3 separate regions of the Sus scrofa genome follow, and regions 2 and 3 are each linked to region 1. A link is a contact called in public Hi-C data. All regions are on one chromosome and are shown on one strand. Each heading gives the region's core, a stretch centred on a gene start, on an enhancer-like site or on the middle of the called end of the contact. The rest is flanking DNA. Distances are from core to core; before and after follow the strand shown.

Region 1 (4,168 bases), core at 466-2,965:
GTAAGAAAAATCTTATTAAAATCTTACAGGTATGGCTATAAGATAAGGAGACACCAATATGCAACAGTTTTCAAATAAATGAATAAAGAGTTTTCCACCCTACATCCAAAAAAAAAAAAAAAAAAAGAGTCAGAAGAGTAGCTAGAGAATCAGGAGAATGTAGTTAGGCAGGTAGAAGTAGATGGCTGGCATTTTCAAAAGGCTGCAGAGTGGTCACTGGGAAAGATGCCCCAAAATAGAAAGAAGAAAGAAGTCTTTTGTGACCATTGAAAGAAAAGCCGATTGTGTGGGTATAAGCAACAGTGTAGTGGGGTAAATAAGAGATGAGAAGGTAAAGACAGCAAAGATAGTTTAAGTTTCTCAAGCACGGTGATTCTGAGAAGAAAGGAGATAGAGTAGTTTGAAAGGCTTGACCAGGTTGGGTGGTTTTTGTTCTGTTCAAAGGATGGAGGAGACTGAATGTGTCTGTGGGAGAGAAAAGCTAGCTTAAAGGGGAAAACTGATAATGGGGAGAGGATAGTTGATTAATCAAAATCTGGGAATGGCTGGGATCCAGTGCACAGGTGCAGAGATTAACCTTGATGAGGAGAAAGAACACTTCTTGCGGTGGAAAGGTGGAATGAATGAAGGCTATAGGACAGGCATAATAATAAAGTGACTGGACTTCAGGGTGGAGAAACTGGCTGTCATTGTAGAGGAAGGCTAGGAAAGCCTGAATTTTCTGGACCGAGTCCAGATTTCATATATAGTCAGCCACTGACTGTATGTGTGGATTCAACCAACCATGGTATTCAGGAAAAAATTCCCCCAAAGTTTAAGAAGTTGCGCTGGCAACTATTTATGTAGTATTTACACTCTATTAGGTATTATAAGTGATCAAGAGAAGATTTAATGTCTACAGGAGGTAGGTTATATGCAAATACTACAGATATTTTACATAGGGCACTCGAGCATCCATTATTTTGGTATCTTCAGGGCACTTAGAAACAATTCCCAAGATACTGAGAGAGAGCTGTATTTAAGTATCATATTCTTCAGCCATTCCTTTTACATTTATTCAGAGCCCTGTATGTGCCAGACACTGAGGTCCACAGAGATACAACTCTTCATGTAATTTTGGAATTTGTTATATTGGTGACTCAGTGAGGATTACTTTTTACTGCTCTAGAAGGCTTTCAGTAGAAGTAAACATCAATCAAAAGAGTCATTTGTCAGACAGACGTCCCGAGTAGGGGTTTGGAAAACACATGCATCTCAACAATGGCTCCCTGTGTGAGGTGGGGAGGGAGGAGAGGCCCGGATGGGGGAAAGAGGTTTAGACAGGGTAACCTGAGAAGTGTGGGCGTTCAAACAGGTGAACCTCTTGAGTACTTCAGGCCACGCTGTAGCCAAGGGAAATACCGTCTCAGCCCACCGCGGTGTGAGAACCGCCTTCTTCTCTAACCAGGTATAAGTACGGAGGCTGGGTAGGACCACACACAAGATAAGACGGCATCCAGAACTGCTTCCCACAAACTTCTACTGCCCCAGACTGCTTAAGGTCACTGCTACTTTAGCCCTCGTTTATTGATGAGGGGCGGGGGAGTGGAGAAGCTGTGGGCGAATCACCTTTCTTGTTTTACGATTGGTCGTATTAGGATCCAGGTTCCGCCTCCCGCGCCGCCGCCGCCAGGCTCTCGGAGTTGTCACTCAGCCACCGTGGCCGCCCCTCTCCCTGGCCCCGCCTCTCGCTGTGGCTGGGATCTCGCGGGAAGAGCTGTGGGCACGGCTGTGGCTCGGTCTCCCGGTTGCGCGCGGAGCGGGAGGGTTCTCCCCACACAAGCGGTTCCTCGCGGAGGGGTTGGAGCTACCGCAGACGCAGGCCTGAGCCGTCCCTTCTTCGCCGCCTCCTTCTCTTCCTCAGGGCTTCCTGGCCCGCTCGCCCTCCGACGCTGCCCAGGTGAGGAAGCCCAGAGCGCGTCTGCGCTGAGGAGTGGTCGGGGAGCGGGGACACGGAGCAGCCGGGGCAGGCGGGCTCCCGACGGGGGCGGCTCCTTGGGCAGCGCGGCGCTGCTTGGTGGGCGTGAGGCTTGTCGGGGTTCAGGAGTGCTGGGGGCGAGGAGGCGGTGGGGTGGGATCTGGGTGCGGGCGCGCAAGGGCGGTGTAGCGCGTGCCAGGGCTCCTGGGGTGAGGAGGCGTTTTATTGAGGGTCCTGGGGCTCTTCCGGCTTTGGGGTAGGGGGTGGGTGGAGGCGTAGAAGGTCCCGGTTCTTCGATGTCGAGGGAGATTTATCAGGGTCCTTCAGTTCCGTGAGGTGGTATGGCGAGGTTTCGGGACGAAGGGTCCTTTCTCGCGGTCCCATGCTCTTTGAGGGCAGAGGATTCAGTTTAGCAAGGTCCTAGGTCTCTGAAGGGGCAGATCCGTGGGGTCTTTAGGGTCTTTTGAGCGGGAGTGGGCGTCTTGTTTCGCATCCTGGGAAGAAGAAGCGGTGTATTGGGGTCCCGGGAGGATTGATCTATTTATCGAGGTCTCCAGGCTGGAGGGCGTTGTATATGCGTTCTGCAGGGTCCAGGGTCGCCTTGGTGGGCTGCTAGGGGCGAAAGGGTTTATCGCGGAGACCAGCGTTTTTATTAGGGTTTCTGTTTTGCCCAGAGGGGGGCGGTAACTTGGCATGGTCTTCAGTCTTTTGTGGGGCGACAGGGCGAGTTAGCGGGTCCCCGGGTGATCTCGAAGGAAGGACGAAGCTCTGCAGGCGCTGGGTCGGCTCAGGGCGGCAAGTGGGCTCCGGTGGCATCCCGAGCCAGCTCAGTGGCTGGTCAGCATCCTGGAACAGATCTTTCTCTCAGATGAGATTTACTCAATGCTTAGTTGAAGGATTTATCCATGTTGTTGGCTAGTTAGAGAAATAGTGGATTTGTTCTGCAATTTTCTTGTCTCTGCTTCGGAATCCCTGTGGGCGCGTGCTGGTCTCGCTGCTCTGGGAGCGAGAGAGTGGCAGGCAGCAGCTTAAGTGGGCTTGTGGACTGTAGGTTCTTTAGGAGACGGGTGTCTTCCGGGTGAGCGTGGAAGCTGCTGAGGACAGGGAAGGCTGTGTGGTTTTGGCTTCCTTTTCTAGGTGGTCTGCTTTGCTGATCCTGCATTATTAGATCTGTCCTGAGGTCTTGCCGGAGTATTAGGCAGTCAAGTAGTGCTGGAAGTGTGTTCTGGCTTCGCTCTGTCCTTTGGAAAGCTTGTGGAGAGGGATAATTTCAGCCTCCAAATAACGCATTGGAATTTGAAGTTCCAAAGCTAGAGCTCTGCAGAAGCGTCATTTGAAACCTGGAAGGATTGCTCACAGAGCTCTTTTAGAGAAAATCCCGTTTAACCGTTGTATTGTAGAGGTACAGTTAGTCTTGATTTCTTTGCAGAATCCTTGGTAACTACCCCAGGCTTCAGTGGAATTCAAATAAAATGACCTGTGCATATGTGTTCTTCTTCTTCTTCTTTTTAATGTATAAATTAGAAAGTCTGTGTGCTTTTTTGCTTGACAATTCTTCTGGTTAGATAGTTGCTTTATCATAGGGGCCTGTAAATGAAGTCTCATGTGGCAGGCATTGGAACCTGTACGCATAGTAATTCTGTAATTTGGGATAAACACATTTGAGTATGTCAAAGCAAAGAATTTTGCCTGCCTTAGTCTTTTTCTTAGTGACAGTTTGTTTTTTTTAATAACATTTCTTTTGATTTTAGGACCAGAAACATTAGTGATATTATACCTAAACCTTGACTCTTGTAATCATTAAAAAAATACAAGAAATTTTACATAGTCATACCTAACTCTTTGGAAATGTTGAGTTCTTTGGTTTTGGTTTTGGTTTTGTTTTGGTTATAAATCAAACCAAAATGCTGAATTGAATTTTATAACTACAAAAATTGATCAGTTGAGGATATATTTGATTGGAACTGTAGCCAACAAAACCCTAAACAGACCTTCTTTTTTTCCCATTATTAATATTGTTATTATTTTTCATCTTTTTAGGGCCACACCCGCAGCAAATGGAGGTTCCCGGGCTAGGGGTCAAATAGGAGCTGCAGCTGCCGGCCTATGCCACAGCCACAACGCCAGATCTGAGTTGAGTCTGTGACTTACACCACAGCTCATGGCAACACTGGATCCATAACCCACTGGTGAGGCCAGAGATTGAACCTG
Region 2 (4,168 bases), core at 668-3,167, 97 kb before region 1:
CTGGGACAAGGCTTATTGACCTGCTTTTCTTGACAAGCCAGAGCCCTCTAGGCTGCAGGCTGGGCTGGACCAGCTCTGGGGAAAGTGCTCCTCAGAGCAGAGCAGGGGGGTGGGGGAGGCCTCAGGCTGGGACCTGCTGTCCCCAAGCCTTTGCTACCCCGACAGAGGAGGCCACAGCCTCACCCCACCAGAAGAGGGGCCTGTGTCACACGCATCCCTGCATCTCATGGCTTCAGGCCCCCTGGATGAGTGAGTGCATGGAAGGATGGATGACAAAATTATTGCAGCACTTAGTTTGCTTCTCTTTGTGCTTTTATAACTTTACCATATTTTTTCTGCATAAGTTTTTCCTTGCAGAAAACCTATTACATTGTAATTATAACCTACTTGGGGGCAGATGGGGGAAATCTGATTCCTCTTGGTACACAAGTCCTACCCATAGGGAGCCCTTGAAAAATAAGTATGAAAGGAGAGAGTGCAGGTGGGAGGGGCAGATTCTCCTGAATGGCCTCAAAGCCTCCACGCATCTCCAAGGTCCCACTGTGCCATCATCTGGAAGATTGTTGGCCCCCATGCTCTCCATCAGAGCACATTTTGGTGCTGTTTAGTTGAATTTGTTTGAATTCCTGCCGTTCTGGGTGCTGGAGTTGAACAGTGGACCAAAGAGTCAAAGTCCCTGCTCTCAGCTTTGTCATCTGTAAAATGAGGACAGCAATAATAATGGTACCTATTAGACAGAGCAATGATAACATGATTAAATAAATTAATGTGCATGGGATACTTAAAAGAGTGCTTGGTGGATAGTAAGTTTTAATAAAGGCTGCTTATTTCTTAGTCCCACTGCTATAGCACAATACTATAGTCTGGGGCGGGGATGCTTCTAAACAATAGAATTTCTTTCTCACAGTTCGAGAGGCTGGAATCAGGGTGCCAGTGTGGTCGGATTCTGCGGAGGACCCTCTTCTGAGTTGCCCATTTGCCACTGAGGTGTCTGCAACCTCTTGTCTCCAGGTCCTTTATGACCAGCTGCATTTGCGGGCTCAGTAAACCACCAGGCTCCCAGGGTCCTCAGGACCACCCCCTCACATGTCCCCCTGGGAAAGCCCTGGCCGGCTGTGTGGACATCCCTGCAGCAGACCCCACTACTCCCTGCATCCCTCCCCCAAGTGGCTAATCCTGGGCTGCAGGAGGCACTGGGAGATCAAGCCACAGCTCCTCCAGCTCATTAGTGCTGCATTGTGAATTCCGGGGATAATGTATGTTCTTTTCTCCCCTGATTGCTTCTGAAATCTGCTGCCTGTTTATCAAATCTGAGTGCTTCGCCGCCCTCTGCTCTTTGGCTCTGCCTGTGCTCCTCTTCTCCAGAAGAGCAAAACAGAGAGATGCTCATGGGGGATTTCTTTTCAGTGGTGAGGACAAGGAGGCCGGTTTCAAAGAGGGTGTCTCTGCGTCACCAGGGGAGCAGGCAAATGGGGGTGGGGGAAGTAGGGGCAGGAGGGCCTCAAAAACCACCTGTCTCCCCACCCAGACTGGACTGAGGCTCATTTCCCAGGAAGAAAACCCCCCTCCTCATGCCCCATTCTCCCAACAAAACCGTATCAAGCCAGCTGAGAATCACTCACTCACTCCTTCACTCACCCCATATACACAGTGCCAGGTGGCAAGGACAGCACATGTGGTGGCAAGGACAGCACATGTGGTGCCAATGCAATGAGGTAGATGCCAGCACAAGGCCTCATGCTGCAGTAGCCAAAGAAGGGGGAATCAAGGTCAAGGTGGGGGTGAAATGTCCCCTGACCTTGATCTTGGAGGAGGCATGGGAAGCAGGGATGGGGGCTGTATTTGTACACACAAGTCCAGGCATGTGCAAAGGCACAGAGGTGTGACTATTTAATCTTGGCATGGCTGGGGAAGCAGGTCAGGAGATTAGCCAGGGAGGGAGTCCAGCAGTGGAGACAGGCCTGGAGGCTGAGTTATGAGGAGCCAATTAAAGAGGTAAAGCAAGGGCATGACAGGGGCTTGTTGGAAAGACCACCAGCCACAGTGTGGACAATGAAATGAAGGGGAGAGTAAATGCCAGGAAGCAGTTGGTGGAAGAAGGCCTGGACTAGGGTAGAGGCAGGGGATGGACAGGGGAACTGCTAAGAGAAGGATGCAGGGGTGAGGCAGGAGGACGAAACCAGTACTATTCAAGCTGAGACCAAGGCCTGTTCAAAGCAGCCAGACCTAGCTAAAGGGAAGCCGATGGTCAGGATGGAATGGGCAACCCCAGCCCCAGTTCAGGATGGACCCAAGTCAGGAGTGAGGCTGCCCTTTCCTTGCTGAGGACTGTGTGGTCTCCTGACATGCCCTGCCTGGTATCAGGACCTGGGCAGGGGTCTCTGCATCTCTTACTTCAGATTCCCAAGAGGGAACATCTGGGTGGCTCCGCTCACATCCTTGCTGCCAGGGAGGGGACTGGCTGCCTTTGACTGGAGGTCCACGTCTGGTCCCATCAGCCTTAGTTGGGGTGGGAGGGACCTGGGTGTGGTAGGACGGGTCAGAGAGGATATTGACATGTTCCCAGAAGGGGTGTGGGCAGGGCAGGCGTGAGGGTACCTCATATCGTGACTGCCTTTGCACGTGCATCTATTTGATTCTGTGCTTTCAGATCCCACCAAAGCCTTCTTAATCTCTCGTGGTCACAGATTACTTCATCTGTGTGTGTGTCACCTCCAGCTAGTCTGACAGCTCCCTGAAGCTGGATCCTTTCCTGCCCCTCCACATTTCCTACAGGGCATTCAGAAAAGAGCTTAGTAGACAGCAGTAAATAGACTTTGGTCTCACCTTGGGTTGTATCCAATGCCATTTTTAATTGTTTTACTGTTTACTTAAGATTTGCAATGGAGTATGTGCTCCTTTGTCAGGACTTCACCCCATGAACAGTGAGCAACAAGACAACCTGACCCCAACATCCTTTCTCCTTCTCTTTTGCAAACTGGCCTCTTTGTTCTGGGTAAATCCAGGTGATAAATAATGACCAGATTAATTAGTCCTGAAAGTTCTGTTGTAGGCTAGTGTCCTCAGGGATTCTGGAGACCCTCCCAGGGTTCTGGAAAAGTTTTCATTTTCCTGATAAAAGGAGCAGGAGAGGCTGGTGCCTCTATCTTCTGCTTCCTGTCTTGGCTGAGATTCCTGGACATCTGGAGTGATCCTATGACCAGGAGCTAGAAGCCAGTACAGAGGGTGAATGGAGGGCAGAGGCCGGGAGTCCCTGCCCTCACCCGGCTGCCGTCATGCTCTAGGATGGGAAATTTGCTTTCCTCTGCTGTGTCCCCAGCTCCTGAAAGAGTGTGGGGCATGTGGTCCTTTCTGTAGTTCTCTGTGGATTGAGGGAATGTCTTTATTCTTTCAGCCACTGTTAGGGGTTGTGTTACTTACAACTAACCATGTTCCTAATCAGTTCACTCCCTATCTGTAAAAATCTGTGGGAGTTCCTGTCATGGCTCAGCAGTTATCAAACCCCACTAGCACCCATGAGGATGTGGGTTCAATCTGTGGCCTTGCTCAGTGGATTAAGGATCCAGCTTTGCAATGAGCTGTGGTGTAGGTCGCAGACACGGCTCGGATCGGCGTTGCTGTGGCTGTGGCATAGGCCGGTGGAAACAGTTCTGATTAGACCCCTAGCCTGGGAACCTCCATACGCCATGGGTGCAGCCCTCAAAAGATAAAAAAGACCAAAAAATTAATTTTAAAAAAAATCTGTGTATGCTAAGATTATAAATGGAGTAAACTGGATGGATCCCAAAATTCAGGTGGCACCCAAAATTTGGAAAGAGATGCACTGATGAGCCACCTGGCACCCTGGACCTCAGCCACTCCCTGCCTGGAGCGGGGACCACTTGCCTCTCTCCCCGCTCCAACCTGCACTTGCACCCCTTCCTTGTTCCTCAAGGGAAAGGCAGAGTCGCCCCATTTTCTTGTGAATCGATGTTTCTTGGTGCCAGTCATCACCTCCTGGCCTGGCCCCGGCTCCCAGAGCTGAGGAGCCTACCAGGACCCAGACCTTCCTAGGTAGGCGCTGTCAAAGCCCCGCCAAACACTGGAGGGAAGGGAAGCAAAGAGGGGGAGACTTTAAAGTCATTTCCTGCCCCTTGGCTCCAGCCTTGCATCATCTCTGATGTGAGCC
Region 3 (4,168 bases), core at 425-2,924, 96 kb after region 1:
GATACCATAAAGGATTTTGAAAATTTTTAATTTTGATTTTTCTTTACTTTCATGTGTCTCATCATAATGGTAGCCTACTAATTCCATAAGCAGCGTCTACTCTCATTTGAGTCATGGAGGAAGGGCATGTCTCAAAGATGGAACAAAAATTATATGTCTGTTTTTACTGGTCTAAATGTTAGATACAGTGATAGGTGATTTAAACATTAGCACATAAATATTTTTAATGAAGGGCTTTTTAAAATTAAACATCATTTAGTGTTGTTTGCCTGCATTACTATATAAGGAAGCCCTCAATTTATAAATATATTGATCTCGGAGAGACAGCAGTGAGTGATAGCTTGAAGTGAGATCTTAATTTTCTGCTCAGGAATTGAACCTGGGCAGCCTGGTTGAAAACCAGGAATCCTAGCCACTAGATTGACTTGAATCTAAAAGCAGAATTGCCCTGAATCTTGCCTCCTGTTGAAAGCAAGAATGTTGCAAGGAGGCAAAGACTGAAAACAGGTGTATAGTTTATTGTTAGAGTCACAGTACAACATGGCAACATGTGGGAGAGCACAGAGAGAAGTAGTTTATATAAGACAGAAGCAAGGCAGTAGGTAGTACACACCCAAAAGAGGAGTGCAGCTGCAGGCATCCTCCTCAGTGAGGAGCAACCAGGGAGATGATTTAAATCACTTATTTAGCACAGTTCTTCTGGGTCTTTGTTTTCCTTTGGCCAATTACCATATTTTATTTCTCACACCTGACTGGACACAGGACCCTCCCCAGTATGCATGCCCATCTTTTGGCAAAGGATGATGGGATGGTATCAAGAATTACTAGGGCCTGGCACCCCCTCCCTTTCTGATCCCTAAAAGTCTTATAGCACATATGTATTTGGGGAGCTCTCCTTGACCCCAGGAGTGATTGAAGTGGTCATCTTTCTACTCCAGCAGAGCTCAGCACCTGCCATTAACTTTTTCCTTGATGTATCAAAGAGAAACAAGGCCCAATTTACTCGGCCAAAAAGTCCCAGGGGCCTTTCTACCTCCTTTCTGTTCTCTGCCCAGGGGCCCATCTACCTCCTACCTCAGTATGATTTCTGAAGGTTTGCTTGTACCACACTTTGTTTTTTAGCATTCAAACATTTATCTTATTGGTAATAATGCAGATCCTAAATTTGGATTCCAGCTCTTATAATCTGTGTATGATTTCCAAGTTGAACGAGACCCATACCTTTGCCTCTCTTCCCTCCTGATGCCCAACTCAGATAAAATATATAGAAATAAGAAATGAAGAAGCTGATAGCAATAAAGATGGGAAGATTACCATAGAGAAGTAATTGAACAGCTTTTGGGATCTCTTGAGTACTAGAAGGCGCAGCTGTACCCCTTCCTTCCCCATATCTCTCACACCCCTGCACTTGGACTGCAGATAGCTGGTATGAACCCAGGCAATATGCCAGCCAGATAGTCTTCAAAGAAACTGGGGAAAGCTAAGCCTTCTAGAATACAAGTTATGTTTCCAGGACAAAAGAAAAAGTCATCTTCATTCTGGCATTTAGAGGGCCTGCTGCTCTCCACCCACACCCTAAAGGAACACTGCCACTCAGCCTGTACCCAGCCCACACAGAGCCCCTCTCAGGAGAACAGTCTAGTCAAAAATTAGACTGTCTTCACAATAACAGAGGAAATCTGTGTTGGCTAATGAGTCATTCACTCACGAAAGCCTGAATGAGTAACCAAAGATCACCAGGCGTGTGAGGAAAGCTAACACTATGAGACTAAAATAACCAGAAAAATCACCACTAAAGAAAATAGAGATAATCAGAATATTACCAAAAAACAACTCTAATATACTGAGAGCTTCCAGAAGATACTACACAATTAAACAAGGGGAAAAGAATACAAGTTTTCAGGTTTAAAGGGCACACCAAGTGCTGAAATAGTGAATCCAATATAGTGTAACATTCTCACAAAACCACAGAATTCCTAGAGTAAACAAATGCTCCAGAAGGAAGTCATGTACAAAGTGACAAGTAGTAGGCTGAAATCAAGCCTCTCATCAGGATTCCTTAATGCTCTAAGAAAGTAAGATACAGGGAGTTCCCGTAGTGGCGCAGTGGTTAACGAATCCGATTAGGAACCATGAGGTTGAGGGTTCGGTCCCTGCCCTTGCTCAGTGGGTTAACGATCCAGCGTTGCCGTGAGCTGTGGTGTAGGTTGCAGACGCGGCTCGGATCTCGCGTTGCTGTGGCTCTGGTGTAGGCCGGTGGCTACAGCTCCGATTCAACCCCTAGCCTGGGAACCTCCATATGCCGCGGGAGCGGCCCAAGAAATAGCAACAATAACAACAACAAAAGACAAAAAGACAAAAAAAAAAAAAAAAAAGTAAGATACTGCCTACAGTATTAGAAAGAAAATAACATGCAGCCCAAGGATTCTGTATCCCACCAAACTAAATCAGAGGTGAGAGTGGAATAAAGTTGCTTTCAGACGTGCAAGGACTCAAAGTTTACCTCCTCTTAGAATTAAAAGAAATGAATGAATTACACATTTACCATCCACTTTCTTGAAAGGCAGAAAATCATTTTTGTAATTTTTTTTTTTGTCTTTTGTCTTTTGTCTGTTGTTGTTGTTGTTGTTGTTGTTGCTATTTCTTGGGCTGCTCCCACGGCATATGGAGATTCCCAGGCTAGGGGTTGAATCGGAGCTGTAGCCACCGGCCTACGCCAGAGCCACAGCAACGCGAGATCCGAGCCGCGTCTGCAACCTACACCACAGCTCACGGCAAGGCCGGATCGTTAACCCACTGAGCAAGGGCAGGGACCGAACCCGCAACCTCATGGTTCCTAGTCGGATTCGTTAACCACTGCGCCACGACGGGAACTCCCATTTTTGTAATTTTTCATTAATCATTTTCATTCAAGGGTATGGTTGTTTTTAACCTTATTGCTGCCAGAAGAGTTTATGGTGAGGAAAAGAGGGAAGAAGGATTAGAACAATGAAATAAGTAGCTGTGGATTTACACAATAATATAATTTACAGAACTACTGTAGCAAACAGCAGTCAGACTGCTCTCTTTACTCTCAGCAGACTGAAATATTCCATATGTTGCACATATAACTAACTCATAATTTTCTGTATTTCCCAGTAACCCCAGAAGCAGACAGTCCAGGACTACCTACATTACAGTCAAGACCAGTTAGTTCACCACATGAGCAATAGCATCAAATTCTTCTGTCATGACTGGAATGACATGATCTGACTTATATTTAAAAGCATCATTCTGACTGCTGTGTTCAAAATATTAGGTAGAGCAAGGGCGGAAGATAGGGCCAATAGGATTTCCTGATTGGTTGCATATGGGGTAAGCAGGAAAGGAGTTAAGATTTCTGGTCTGAGCAGTGGAAAGGAGGAACAGGTTGAGGGGAAAGATTAGTGATTAAATTTTGGATGTTGTATTTCAGAAGTCCATTTGACCTTCAAGTAAAGATATCAGTTACTTGGGTTGGCACTTACATATATGCGCCTACAGTTCCGAAGAATGGTCTGGCCTGGAGATAGAATTTTGGAAATAGTCAGCCTATAAATTGTATTTAAAGCCATGAGATTGGGTGAGATCACCTGGGAGGTAACAGAGATAAAGAAGGGGTCTTTAGGGGACCGGAATCCTAAGGCACTTCAACATTTAAGGTTCAGGGAAATGAAAAGGAATTATCAAAGATGACTGAGGAACGTCCAGTGATGTATAAGGAGAACTAAGAAAGAATAGTGCCCTAGAAGTCGTGGAAAGAAAGTGTTTCAGGAAGGGAAGAGTCAATGATTATTTTATGCTGCTGAAAGGTCACATCAGATGAAGGCTAGAAATTCACTGTTGGATTTGGCAACATGGATGTCAGTGTTGACCTTGAAAAGACCTGTTACATTTTTTTCATACAGCTACTAAGTTGTTAAGACAAAATATGTATTAAGTTATTTCAGCCCAACTACTTCATAAATGGAACTATTAGATATTTCTTTTGACCTAGAGGCTTTGTGAAAAAATTACTAAGATACCAAGAGACCCACTAACAAAGGAATTTTGGAATCTTTGCTTTAAAGGGTCATGCTAACTGAGCATTTTAAGAGAGGGAAGCACCTCTTGCCTTCTCTTTGTCTCTGCTGAAACTTTTGAATTAGTA

Evidence for each region. A called contact is a pair of places that touch in the nucleus more often than the background predicts.
Region 2: a contact with region 1 is called in a Hi-C map of skeletal muscle, with 4 times the contacts expected there. The contact joins the enhancer-like site here to the promoter of GLCE in region 1. A contact is called at or near these places in 6 of 47 Hi-C or Micro-C datasets (embryonic fibroblasts, fetal heart ventricle, heart right ventricle and 2 more).
Region 3: a Hi-C map of embryonic fibroblasts shows a contact between it and region 1, with 2.7 times the contacts expected there. The contact joins the enhancer-like site here to the promoter of GLCE in region 1. A contact is called at or near these places in 1 of 5 promoter capture datasets (liver), 2 of 47 Hi-C or Micro-C datasets (embryonic fibroblasts and skeletal muscle) and 2 of 2 datasets of contacts at active chromatin or transcription factors (alveolar macrophages and skeletal muscle).

What each region holds. Positions count from the first base shown.
Region 1 is chr1:167,006,215-167,010,382 of Sscrofa11.1, forward strand. GLCE (D-glucuronyl C5-epimerase) reads left to right here and starts at 1,716. Exons shown (of 4, transcript XM_001927959.7): 1 at 1,716-1,939.
Region 2 is chr1:166,909,299-166,913,466 of Sscrofa11.1, forward strand. It overlaps LOC110261967 (a long non-coding RNA gene), which reads right to left. Exons shown (of 2, transcript XR_002346369.1): 2 at 291-695. Among named protein-coding and RNA genes, the nearest start is that of NOX5, 44 kb to the left of the region's middle. Within about 2 kb of position 1,918, at least 5 of the 83 cell types and tissues checked have an H3K27ac peak or open chromatin away from gene starts, as enhancers often do. A contact at or near this core is called in skeletal muscle, where this site is marked.
Region 3 is chr1:167,102,142-167,106,309 of Sscrofa11.1, forward strand. The region is part of intron 1 of GLCE (D-glucuronyl C5-epimerase); the gene reads left to right. Among named protein-coding and RNA genes, the nearest start is that of PAQR5, 50 kb to the right of the region's middle. Within about 2 kb of position 1,675, at least 14 of the 83 cell types and tissues checked have an H3K27ac peak or open chromatin away from gene starts, as enhancers often do. A contact at or near this core is called in embryonic fibroblasts, where this site is marked.